2 separate regions of the Mus musculus genome follow, and region 1 is linked to region 2. A link is a contact called in public HiChIP or PLAC-seq data. All regions are on one chromosome and are shown on one strand. The core of a region is the stretch at or near the end of the contact, and the rest is flanking DNA. Distances in the headings are between cores, read along the strand shown.

The links. HiChIP or PLAC-seq counts read pairs in DNA pulled down with a chosen protein or histone mark.
Region 1: an H3K27ac HiChIP or PLAC-seq map of large pre-B cells shows a contact between it and region 2, with 7 times the contacts expected there. The contact joins two enhancer-like sites. A contact is called at or near these places in 2 of 39 promoter capture datasets (hippocampal neurons and liver), 1 of 15 datasets of contacts at CTCF or cohesin (large pre-B cells), 1 of 115 datasets of contacts at active chromatin or transcription factors (large pre-B cells) and 1 of 9 other capture datasets (liver).

Annotation. Positions count from the first base shown.
Region 1 is chr2:170,340,557-170,347,377 of GRCm38.p6, forward strand. Bcas1 (breast carcinoma amplified sequence 1) reads right to left here. Exons shown (of 13, transcript NM_029815.2): 13 at 6,435-6,821. Among named protein-coding and RNA genes, the nearest start is that of Gm39999, 6.4 kb to the left of the region's middle. Within about 2 kb of position 5,160, at least 166 of the 459 cell types and tissues checked have an H3K27ac peak or open chromatin away from gene starts, as enhancers often do.
Region 2 is chr2:169,516,929-169,523,384 of GRCm38.p6, forward strand. No RefSeq gene overlaps it. Among named protein-coding and RNA genes, the nearest start is that of Gm34112, 25 kb to the left of the region's middle. Within about 2 kb of position 3,218, at least 18 of the 459 cell types and tissues checked have an H3K27ac peak or open chromatin away from gene starts, as enhancers often do.

The DNA.
Region 1 (6,821 bases), core at 3,910-6,409, 830 kb after region 2:
GCTCTTAACCCCTGAGCCATCTCTCCAGCCTGGTAGGTATCTTTTTTAATGGTTAAATTCGTTGAAAGGTTTTATCTAAGTGGGTATATCTGTTTTATATACAAAGATTTTTTTAAAATTATGTTCATGTGTTTGTATATGGGTTTATATGTGCACATGAGTACAGTGTCCCCAGAGGACAGAAAGACTCTGGATTCTCTCAAGCTGGACTTACAGGCAGTGGTGATCTGCCCTGTGTGGGTGCTAAAAACATGACTTGTATCTTCTATAAGAACAGTATGTGCTCCAAACTACCAAGCCATCTCTCCAGAAATATCCAGTGGCTATTTCTTATAGTTGTTACTTAAGCTTAAAAAGAACGTGCTGTATTTTGTGATTAATATCTGATGGATAATCAGCCACTTGGCAGATATTGCCCAAATTGTGTTTTATTAGACCTTACTTGAAACCAAAATGCCAGATTAATTATGTCACCTTCTATGGCTACCTGTAGGGAGAAGGGGAGAGAGAGGGAGAGAGAGAGGGAGAGAGGGAGAGAGAGAGAGAGAGGAGAGAGTTTGTGGGTGTCTGTTGGGGATCAGAGTCGTCCTCACGCTGAGATGTTTTCTGCCACAGAAACTGTACTGCCAGCTTATAGACAGCTTCAGATTCTTACAGCGGACTCCTTCACATCCTGGAAGATCAGTTCTATGCTGTCTCCTGGCCTCTGGCCTCCAAGGCACGCTACCCAGCCAGCCATATTGAACTACTTACCGTCCACTCTGGGAGGATTCTATACTTCGGCACTCCCTGTTCCTCTGGGAACCCTTGGCCAAGCCTTCTTCATTCTTCTTGGATGAGCTCAACTGTTCCCTCTGTGAAGGCCACCCTCCACTCAAGCGGCCTGGAGCCGTGCTTTCTCTCAGTCCCACAATGTCACATCCTCACACGGTCCTCACGACTTTTCTCATTCCTTCCTGCATCTCCTGTAGGCTTTTAAGAGCAGATGTTGGCCTGGCTGGGGCTGTAGCAGAGGGCTTTCCTGCCATGCACAAGATCTCAGGTTTGATCTTCAGTACCACATGAACTAGCTACAATGACACATGCTTGTAATCCCTACACTCAGGAGGCAGAGCCAGGAAGATCGGAAGTCTAAGCTCATCCTTGGCTACGTAATGAGTTCAAAGCCAGCCCAGTATACTTGAGACTCTGTCTCTGAAACATAAAAGTAATGGTTTTGGTTGGGTTTCAGCCTGGGTCAACACCGTTGTTACTCTCTTTGGGCTCAGTTATTTTTAATCTGTAAAATGGGGGAGTAAACAAAGTATTGACTGCACAGCACCTGACTTCTAGTGAGGGTCCATGCTAGCTCCTGGTATCTTCATTCTCAGACCACACACCCAGTGGGTGCTTCGTGGTGTGGTCTCTCAGGGGTTTTCCGAATTTCTCCTACATTGGAACTGCCTGGAGGCTCCTTAGGGACACCGGTGGCTGGGTCCCGCTCTGGGGACTTTAGGTCAGAGTGTCTGGATTAGAGTGTGAGGGCCCTGTATCCCTATTAAGCTTCTCTGTCAGTGCGGCATCTGCTGGTTCAGGACAAACGACCGAGAGCCCCTGAGCTGGCCACCTGGTACATAGATGTGATTAGCATGATCAAACATTTGGAGCGGAGCGAAGCTCACCGGCGCATATGCTCACCCACTCTCAGGCCTAGTGGGCCCATCAATCTAGCAGCTCAAATGGCATTCACTGAGCACCTGCTAGGCCCATGCTAGACCACCGGACAGTGTCTATGAAGCACAGAGAGGCAGTGACCTAGAGAAGCCCAGCGCCTAACGACGGTGCTGTGGTGGCTGAGCCTTGGCTCACACGGGTCCTGTTAGCAGAAACTTCATAGGCGTGGTTGGTTTGGGCATTCCTGTCAGCTGCTGTAGTCATCGTAGCTGCCTTCTCAAGGCCGAGTTCACTCAAACAGTCAGGTGAAACTGATTCTAATAATCCCATAATCCCCTTGCCTAGAAGGGCACTTATCACCTGTCACTAGTTGTAGTCCAAAGTTAACCCATAGAACAAGGCAGAGCAAAGCCTTTCGGGACCAGAGCCAGGCTGTGGCACAACACCTGTTATATGTAAGGATGCATTTCATTGTCAAGTCAGAACAATCTCTGAGAACCAAAGCCAAGGCTGTCGCAAACACCATGCGTCAGATAAATAAATACCCTTTTGGCTAGTATTAGTTGTTCATGGGAATAGGGGGCTTCTGTTTCTTAGACTCCGGCTTTCCTGTGCAGGAATGGCTGCTATTTTACTGAGTACTGATTGTGTGAGACCCACTGCACTGTTAATGGTGATCACTGCAAGCCCACTATCGCTATCTCCTTATTACAGTAGGAAGCAGAGATGCTAATTCACCCGACCGATAACATGCGTACTCGCGTGCACGTGCACGTGTGTGTGTGTGTGTGTGTGTGTGTGTGTGTAGGGGGGGCGCAGGTTGTGGGAAATTATAGAAGCAGTCAAAGGTTGCTCGAATGCTTGGCAACCACACATTCTCCCAAAAGCTTCTTGCAAGGTGGGACAGAAAGGACCAGAAATCTCACCTGGCTCCTCCTTGTTTGAAGGGCTGTGGGGATCATAGATAGCAACTGACCTGCCCGGTTTCTCTCAACTCTTCCCGTTTTCTTAGTGAAACCTGACAGTATTCTGGAAGTTAGTCAACAGACAGACTCTTGGTTCAATTTCCTGGGTAGGCAATATAGTCGGAAGCAGCTTGGTCAGTCTGCGGAACCCAGTTCCTGGGCGCCCCCATGTGGTCGGATTACGTAAAAGGCGTTTGAATGATGGTGTCACTCCCAAGACATGAGCTCCTTCAAAGGCAATAGTTGCCAGCTGGGGCCATTTTGTCAGGAAGCACCTATTTGGAAATCTGAAACAAATGCACACAGGGTCCCTGCCAATCAGCTCCTAAGAAGATGTAAGGAAACACTTAAAGTCCGCGCAGGGAGGTGGGGGACGAAGGGGGGGAATGGAGGGGGGAAGGGGAGAGGGCACACAGCTGAAACTTAGATAAACGCATCAAGAAGGCTGTGTGTGCGATCCTGTCAGGCAGCGTGACCTGTATCCTGGTTTCTGTTAAATCATGTGGTTGGCTTCCGCCTGGCAAGTGAGAGGCCCCAGGGTGCAGAGGAGCGGGAGGTAGCTTTATGGGTGGCTACACAGAAGCCAAAAAAAAAAACAAAAAAACAGTCTAACCTCTGGAGAATCGACCCCTGGCCCAGTGTCTCTGCCTCCACTACAGACTGAAGAATCAATGTCTGGACGTTGCTTGCTGTCCTTTCCCCCCTTGTTGCTAACAGGCAGTCTTTCAGGGGCCCACGCTGCTCCACAATCCACAGAGTAAACACAGTCCTGACCAGGGACAAACCCGACTCTGCACACTGTGCCAAACTGCTTACTTAAGGGCTCTAAAGAGAACGCCGAGAGTGGTTGAAGCTGAGCCCCGTCAGCAACCCAGCCCTAATCTTGGGGTTTGCACCGTGGGAAAGTGGGTAACTGCTGCCCTTTCCCTCTCCTTCCTCACAAGCAGGACAGGGAAGGATTTTCTCTTCCATTTGTGTTCATTACCACGCTGCTGCCCCTCCACCCTTGTACCGCTGGAAATGGAACACAAGGCCCCGTTTGTGCTGGGCCAGTACTGTAGCTCTGAGCTACACCCTAAGCTCCAGTTTATTGCTCCAGGACCTGGCTGGGGCTCTGGGACAGAAGAGACCACACCTGCAAGTCCTGGATGTGGACACCTAGCCTTCTTCTGGGACTTTGGGGGGAGCCAGAGGGGTACGTTCTGGACTTTTAAAATCTAATGAGACCCCCACTGCTCTGGGTGTGTGTGTGTGTCTGGACTATATCTGGATTGTTTGACTGTTTGCATGGTGCTTGGGGGGTAGGGATTGAGAGAGAGAGAGAGAGAGAGAGAGAGAGAAGAGGGGGAGGGAGGGAGAAACAGAAACAGAGAGAAACAGAGAGAGAGAGAGAGAGAGAGAGAGAGAGACCTGTGTTTAATGAGCTACAAACAAAACAGTCTCTCTCTGGCTTTCTTTTTCCCCTCCTATTTTTTGGCAGCTCTTTAGGTTTGTGGCTCCTTCCCCCCCCCCCGCCCCCCTCCCCAGGATGAATCCAAGAGTGGCCTCGGGCTGCTGGGAACAACTGCTCCTTTGAGTGAACTCTTTTATGGATATTAGGCAAACAATTTCTGTCAGCAGGAACTGGGAGGCATCACTGAGAACATGCATGCACGTGTGTGTGTGTGTGTGTGTGTGTGTGTGTGTGTGTGTGCACTTGCATGTGTGTGTGTGTAACTTGCACGCACAATGCCGGGCATCTCATCTCACTAGCTCCATCCTTGGGAAAGGCACGTCTTCTTGGCAAGAGAGAGGAGACACTTCCCTGAGCACCTACAAACAAATCAGCGAATCATTAACCGACTCATGGTGACAACGGGCACCTTTGTCCCTCTCCTCCCGCACGCACGTCTTTACTTGGTTTTTCTTTGGGGCTAGGATTCTGGGTTGTTTCGGTGCCTGTCAGGTTTGCTTCTCACTCCTCACTCCACCTGCCAGAGCTTGGTTGGGCTCTGTGGGCCGAGCTCTCAGTTTCTTGCCCCCTCTTTGTCCTGTGAACTTTCTGTGCGATTTAGGGAGTGCCTTGCTGGGGCAGTTAGTGAACTCTGCATCAGAGAAAGGATTGCAACGGAAAACGCAACCTTCACAGGAAGCACAAAACTTGCTTCTTAAACTACAGCTGGGTTTACGGTCCCAGCAATAAATCACTGAGTTTGTGGCTTAAATTTCCTGGCCTTCATAAAAACAAAAGCAAACCACAATTTCATTAAGAGTGCCCTCTTCTTCAGCCTAGGAGAAGGGAGGGACCAGGAATAAACACCCGGGAGGGGCTTTGCTGAGCTTCTCTCAGACAACCCCTCTCCCATCCCAATTTAGAAACTGGAGGTTGCTATTGCCTGGTGGCCAGAGTCAGTCACTCCCCACTGCTTCTGCGCCTCCCAATCCTGCCTGTTAATGTCTCTCATCTCAGCCTGAGGCGCCGGTGCCCTGTAAGGTGAAACTGGCCAACTTCCTCTACAGGCTGAGCTAGCCCAGAGGCTGGCAAAAGGTCACAGCAGGCGTCACCCCCAGGGATCTGCAGACAAAGGAACTGACAGCTGGCTGGTCTCATTGGTGTCAACTCAGAAGGACTGGGTAGTGTGGCCACTTCTCCCCCTCTTCCAGTTTTCCCAAGGTGCTTTTAGCACCCTACCCCAATCTTTCCAGCAAAACCTTCTAGCATGGTACGGGACTCTGAACCCGGCAAGGAACAGACAGTGATTTCCAAATCAGGTCCTGAGGATCCAGGAAACAAGTTTAGCTTAAAGGAAACCACTGCTGATCTGTATTTGAAACCCAGAATCCAGTCAGTGTGCTGGCAGGCCCCAGGCCCCAGGCCACACTGCCTTACTTCCTCCATATCTGGGGGCCTCACAGACATGGCTGCTCTCTGGATACATTTACCAGTTTTCCAGTCTGTTCTGTCCTAGGTGTGGTTCCTGTGCTCTCATTCACGCTAGGACAAGATAGATGGCAATGTTTATTTCTGACCCCTGTGAGACAGTCTCATGTTCTGCGTGCGTGTGTGTGTGTGTGTGTGTGTGTGTGTGTGTGCATGAGCGTGCATGTGTGTGTAAAACCTGCCAGTGTGTGTGTGTGTGTGTGTGTGTGCAAATTTGCTAGTCTGGCAAGAATGAATATATTCTAAAGGGACACCCGCGATCCTCTTTGACTATAGACTATGGAAACAACCAATCTCAGAAAGTTAAAATTTCCCCAGGAGACCCCAGGAGGAGAAGGAAAAGGCTGAAGCCCTGGGGTGGGGGTGGGGGATGGAGAGGGAGGGAGGAGAGGGCTGGAGGAGGAGTTTACTGGAGAGAGCATCACTGCTCCTAGGAGAGACTTGGAGCTGAGGTAGAGGTGAGCAGGGAACCGCCCCTGGGCTGAACTGCTTGGCTATGCAGTCCTGTTTTCGACTTGAAGGACCTTGAAGGCAGCCTGTGGGAGGCAGGAGAGACTCTTGAATCTTTCTCCCTCTTCCCAGTGTGGCCACATGGAAGAATCTGTTTTTTAATATTAATTTGGCTCTTTTAATTGGCTTATGAAAGACTGGAGGTCAAACCTGGTTTGCTAGGGCAGAGGCTGTGAACTGATCATATGTGCACACCAATGTATTCCTGCCTATATGAGTTTGCAGTATGAATGTTCACGAACACAGAGTCGTGTGTGAGAGTATATCTGGACACGTGTGTGGGCATTCATAGTGTACACTGTCTTCCAGCTGCTTACAAAGACGCAGCCCTTGTAGAGAGCGTTGTCAGCGAGCTGCACTTGAAGTTTAGAATCAAAAGCTTTTCTAAAATGTAATATTTTTTTATTAAATTGGGAAAAGAAAGGTACAATACAGATGACTATCAGTCAATCATATGGTACTTGGCAATTCCATCTTAATGGATTCACAGTCCAATTCAGTTCTCTGTACAAGAATTAAAAAAAAAAAACCACCTCAAGTATTCGCATAATCTGTCAATTTTTATTAACTGGGTTAGGGGAGGGTTTTTATCAGAGCACATTATGAAAACATTAGGACATTACAGACAGGCGTGAGATAAGCGTCAGACCGAACAGATGAAGCAAGTCCCTCAGCCATCTGAGAAACATTAATAATGAAATAGTGCAGAAACAAATCTTTGTTAGGGGTACCGGATGCAAAGGGAAAAAGCAGAGATCCTGGCGCCCCCTTGT
Region 2 (6,456 bases), core at 1,968-4,467:
ATCCACCCATCCATCCATCTATATATTCAAACATCATCCATACTTCCATTTATCCATCCATCCATCCATCCATCCATCCATCCATCCATCCATCCATCTATCCAAATATCCATCCACTCAGTTAATTAATATTTATGGGGTACCTGCTACCTACTTGGCACCAAGTTAAGTTCTTGGGATTTCTGTTACATGGACAAAGCAGATTCATTCCTTGGCTGAGATTACATCTTAAAGCAGATACTGGAAGGCAGAAAAAGATCAACATCACTCATACTATTTATGACAATTATTTTTTTTAAGAAAGAAAGCCTTGGGGAATAAACAAGGCCAGCACTCCCCTTACAGATATGATGGTCAAGCCTGTGACATTTCTATAAGATTAGAATAAATAAGGACACCAACCCAAATACTGAGGCTAAAGGGAAGAACAGCTGAGACAAAGAGACCATGCAAACAAGTCCCCTGAATGACGGATGTGCTTAGCTAAAAAGAGAAGGCCAGTGTGACCAGAGTGAACAAAGAAGTGACAGGGAGAGGGAGGTGACATTACAGAGGCTCCATCAAGGTCTTTTTTTTTCTTTATTATCCATCCAAGCTATAATATCCACTACTATTCTTATTGGACAAAATACATTTCTAGCAAGGAACATGCCAACAGATAAGCATAGAAGTCATAGTTGAATCCCATTAGCATCTCATCTATTGCTGGGCTACTTTGGTAGCTATAATACTTTGCAGACTCAAACTACTGTTGCACTTTCAGTCTGTAAAACCATTCTAGGCTTGACTGTTCCATCTGATCTTGTCACCCACCCCTGCATCCTGGTGCCCAGTCCTGTGTCTGGCAATGAGTTACTGGATGCCACCACCTTCAAAGGTGGTCCAGCAGAGAATCAATTCACAGGGAAAAAGTAGGACATGTGTCCATGACAACCATCAGCATGACCTGTGTAAGCATTTCCAAGTTCTGAGAAACCCAGGCAGGGAGACAGCTCCGTCAGAAAAGCATAACGCACGTGAGAAGACCTAAGTTTGTCCATAACACCTGTATGTCATAGGTCACTTCCTGTTGGTGTCACAAACTTAATCCATCTAAAAGCAACTTGAGGAGGAAAAGGCTTAGCTCATCTTAGAGGTTACAGTCTATCGCTGAAGGAAACTGAGGCAGGAACTGAAGGCAGGAGCGTGAAGCAGAGTCCATGGAGAAATGTGGCTCGCTGCCTTTCTCTTAACCGTACTTTCAGGTTCATCTCTTAAACAGCTCAGGGTTACCCACTCATGGGTGGTGCCATCAGCCATAGGCTGGCCCTCTGTCATCAATCAATCAGTCAATACAAGTCTCACAGACTTGCATATAGGCCAAAACCCTAGCCATCGCAGGTGCCAGTTGAAACTTGTAACTAAGTTTAGCAAATTTCATGGTTAGATGGAATTAGATTGGTTAGCTGGGAATGGGATTGCTGAGAGAAGATTGGTGTGTGTATATGTGTGTGTCTGCACATGTACGTGCAAGTGCACACATGTGCTCTTGCATGAACACGGGTGTGCACAAGTAGGTAAAGGTCAGAGGTCAACTTCAGGGGTTACTTCAAGAGCCAGCAGTCCTGTTTTCCAGGTTGGCTTTCTCAGTGGCTGGGGTTTCGCTGCTCAGGCTGGTTGCCTAGACAACCACGGGGAAACCACTGTTTCTAGCAACCCAGCATGGGACACCCTAGCCAGGAAGTTAGGAGCACGAACTGTCACGGCTTTTTGGTGAATGGTTGGGGGTTTCTAAGGACAGAATCCAGTTCTTCATGCTTAAGAAGGCAAGCCTTTTACTGGTCACCTTCCTGAGATTTCTAGGTTTTAATAATTATTTGTAAGTTCTGTATTGAGACATATAAGACCTTCCACTGACTGACTGCCTCCTCAGAGTTGGACACACCGATGATCCCTCTCTGTTCCTCATCTTGGATCTGTACCATATACCCCGACATCATAGAATGTTCTTGAATGCATTACATGTGTTTCAGATATGCCATGTGACGATATATATTTTCTTTATGTGTTTGCCAGTTGTAATCCGTTTTTATGCATTTCTGGTCTGACAAGAGATTTGTCTTCTGAATATGGACATCAGAAAGGGTCACCTTGATTGTGCTGGCAATTTCTGGTCACTATGCATAGCCCACGTCACAAATACTGCATGTATACAAATGGTTTGTTAATGATAGTGTGGGTATTGACAGACTCAATACCCTTCATGCACAATGACATCCCCATTCCTTGAGTCTCTTACCTGTCCACTGGATCCTAAACCCATCAATTGACCTCTTGTATTGCTGTTATGGATGGGGTGGGGGGGTGCTGCAGGAAGGAAGAACAAAGCTATACTGTGTCGACCTATACACCCCTCCTTTTCCTTAGTGAGGCTTGCCCATGCTCCTGTTATTCTCCTGGAGAATCTGCAGTCAAGTGGTAATCAGCAAAGATGGAGGGGGGTCAGTCCCTTTAACTCGGGAGATTTTTCAGGAACACGTGAGTGCATGTGTGTTCACAGGCAGCGCTTCTGAGATCCTTGCAGTGGAGGTGAGTAACAGTCCTAATTGCCCTTTCACAGAAGCACAACAAAGATTCAGAGAATTCGGGTCGTTTTCTGAAAACCACACAGCTTACAGGTTTTGGAGCACAGGAAAGAACCCAGCTTTTTATGAAAGGTCCTTATGCAGGGTCCCACTCAGCAAACTCTCACTGCACCCTTCCAAGTGCCTTTTGTTTGAGTGGAATATCCGCTATATTCCCAAATTCACAGCAAACTTTGTATCCTGATAACATATTCAAGGACCTCAGGCAGTATAATATCATAATAGATTTTGGCCTCTAGGGGTTGTCCCATTGTTGTCCTACCTGCTTCTCAAAGTTCAGGAGAGAGGGGGAGATGCAGGCCACCTGTCATCCTGTCTCAAAGAGATGCCTGACTCAAAAGGAAGTTGCGGGTGGAAAACAAACCATCAGCCTGCCTGTGTTCCAAGCCTAGGGCTTCCCCAGCCTGCAGACTGACCCCACAAGGCACTGATAGGGCACAGGGAAGGATGCAAGAAGGATACGGTGCTTGTTGTCCCAGCACATGCCTTCCCCGTAAGGGTACCATCAGGAGGCGGGGTGTGTTTCGGCTTGCCTTGCCCCCATCCTGTTCACTGTCTCTTCCTGCCTAGAGACCAGCACCCAAGTCAGACAATAGACTGAGGCTGAAGTCGACGAAACCACAGAATGAGGAACGAGAACCAGAAGCCAGTGGCAGCTGAACTCTTTGAGGGCAGAAGTGGCGACCAGTGCAATATTAAACACGTTTTTAAAATCCCATGTCAACTGGATGTCAGGAATAAATTTTAAATCTATCACCCTGCCCAGGGCCTCCAATAGGAAAGAGTCCCTCGGGGCCAAGCAGTTTAGCCTACAGTGTTCCCAGAGCTAAGAAAATCAAGTGTCGAAATCCATGTCTTCACCTTCCCTAAAAATGGAAGGGTATGTAAGCTGGTTTCTATTTTTGGTCCATGCACCCGAGTCAGCTGGATGTGAGCTCCGGGGATCGTAAGGTAACATCTCTTCCTACAAAATACGCTCCCATTGTTACCAAGTGTCAGGGAGTGTAGGGATATTAATAATGTTGAGAACCCCATGTTTGAGAATTACATCTTCCAAAAGAGATTTTAGAGAGTCAGGCTCTAGTATTTGGGGATAGAATTTGTCAAGATGACTTGCAACAGCGAGACTGGATCGGCTGCTTTGGAGTATAAGCTGGAGGTACGCGGAGGGGGGGGGGGGGAATGGGCCTTGACTTCCTCCCTAGGTAAGGATCAGGTAGTGATGGCTTCCTGGCTGCTGTCTCTAAGGATGGTGGAAATGATCTCTGGGTCCCTTCTGATCTTTAGTACAGGGAAACACATGGACACGGGGCAGCTTATTACAGCTGCATATAACAGCCTTATCCCCAGCAGCATGTAGTTAGGTGGTGTAGGGGCCCCAACTTCCATCTCTTAACCATCTGTCCTACTGAATCAAGGACGTTAACATCCAACTGCACTCCACCCATATCTCCTGCACCACGGAGCGCCCTAGCCAAGTATCTGTGTTTCCTTCTTACCGTTCTGTGAGGTTTCTCTCCCACCCCTTTAAAGCGTTCTTCGTTATTTGAGTCTCCATCCTGTGTGCACTGTCCCCAATGTGGCAATGTGTGCTAGGAAGATGGAACCCATGAGACATGGCAGCCACCTTCATGGCAGCCTCCAGATCCTCCACTTTGATCCTTGCCTGCCAGGGTATGGCTACGCAAGCCTTAGCTTGAAGAGAACTGTTTGCTTCAGATCCTCTCATTCACAGGCTTGATGTCAGAATTTCTGGCCAGCTTTTCTCTGTCACTTCGAGGGAGCCTGGGGTGTCAGAGGTGCTAAGAAAAAAAGCAAGATTTATTAACTAAAGAACACATGTGCCTAACATAGCCTAAGAATCTAAACCAGGACCAGACATGGACTGGACTCCCCTGGGGTGGAGTCAGTGGGAGCAGTAGAAGGACTTGTCCTCTGGCTGGCTGGAGAGCCCAAGTAGAAGACTTCCAGGACAAAGTGAACAGCATGGTGCTAGACAGAGGTTGACAACGATGGTTCCATGAGGGAGGAGCTACCTCTGTGCTCACTGTTTGTCTTAGTCAGGGCTTTACTGCTGTGAGCAGACACTCTGACCAAGGCAACTCTCATAAGGACAATGCTTAATTGGGGCTGGCTTACAGGTTTAGAGGTTCACTCCATTATCATTAAGGCATCTAGTCAGGCATTGTGCAGGAGGAGCTGAGAGTTCTACATCTTCACCCAAAGGCTGCTAGCAGAATACTGACTTCCAGGCAGCTAAGATGAGGGTCTTAAAGCCCACACCCACAGTGACACACCTATTCCAACAAGGCCACACCTTCTAACAGTGTCACTCTCTGGGCTGAGCATATACAAACCATCACACTAGTCAAGACTATTATTGCATTTTTAAAGAAATCATTGTCTCACCAGAAGTCTGGTTGCATTCTGGAAAAAGAATAAAATGTGCAAAGTCATAATGAAGTAGACAGCAGCCATGAGCATTTGCTTATGTCACCATTCTGACGACCCACTGTTCACCCTCTTGGCCATGTCTTGATGCCGGGCCAAACTCAAACAGAGCTGTCGGTGCCCCAAAGCCGCACACGGTAAAGTTTTTGGGTTTTCAGTCATTCTCACTTTGCTGCTGTCAAGTCCAGCTCTGCTCTGGGCTTACTATTTATCACACTGGCTTTGAACAAGAAGTTGGATTTTTCCCTTTCATAACAAAAAAATATGTTGATAGGTATTTGTTGACCCTGGCTGGTTTATACAACATGTCTGGGATTTGGCCAGAGTCTTTGGTTTTTCTCTTCTCTCCTCCCCTCCCCTCCCCTCCCCTCCCCTCCCCTCTTCATGGTTTGCTTGCTTGCTTGCTTGCTTGGTTGCTGACAGGCTCTCCCGTAACCCAGCTATCCTTGAACTCCAGATGTAACCTTGAACTTCTGATACTCTTGACGCCACCTCCTGAGTCATGGGGTTACAGGCCTGAGATTCCATATCTGATATATGCAATACTGGAGTTTGATGCCAGGCCTTCATGCATGCAAAGCAAGCACTCTACCAACTGTGCCACAGCTGCCCTCAGCTCTTGTGTCAGGGTCTTTAAGACAACCTTAACCTCTGATCATGATTTTATGATAGGGCTTCCCTCTTGACAGCTTTCCTTTCAAGGAAGGCAGAGGGGGGAGGGTCCTTTTCTCATTGTGTGAGTTAGAGACACTCAACTCCAGTTCAGTTGGGCACCCTGATTTTTTTTCTCTCTGTTGCCTCTGACAGACTTTGTAGCAAGCATATGTGTCCCTTGGCACAGACAAGGAAAATTCTGCACACACCCGCCCGTTGGCATTTAGCGCTCCATTATACCCTGGAATCTCAGTGCTTATATTTCCGTGGTGGTGTCTCTTATTGTCTTAGTACTAAGGGAGAAAGCGTAACTCAGACTAAAAGCAAAGTAAATAGCAGAGAGATAAAGAGAGGGGCAGGTAAGCCTGGATCAGCAGGATTGGCAGGGCAGATTTGACTCTTTGCATTGGCTGGCCCATGGCCCCATTATGATGCCGGTTCTTATCTTTCTGATAGTTCAATGCCATCTTGTCACACTGGACTGATTCCTGTCTGTACTTGCTTGTCTCTAAGGTACAGTTTTATATCTGACATGCCGATGACCTGAAACATGCTTCCTGAACTCTGAGTTGATTGACGCTCCAACACTCACGCTCAACTCAAATATCACTTCCTCTTGGAAGCCCGCTGGGACTGCGCCCTGTACATTTGCCCACTTCCAGTAACTCATTGTTCACCACACCATGTTGGCTTTACCTTTTCAGAGGCTTTTCCCAATCTAAAGCTG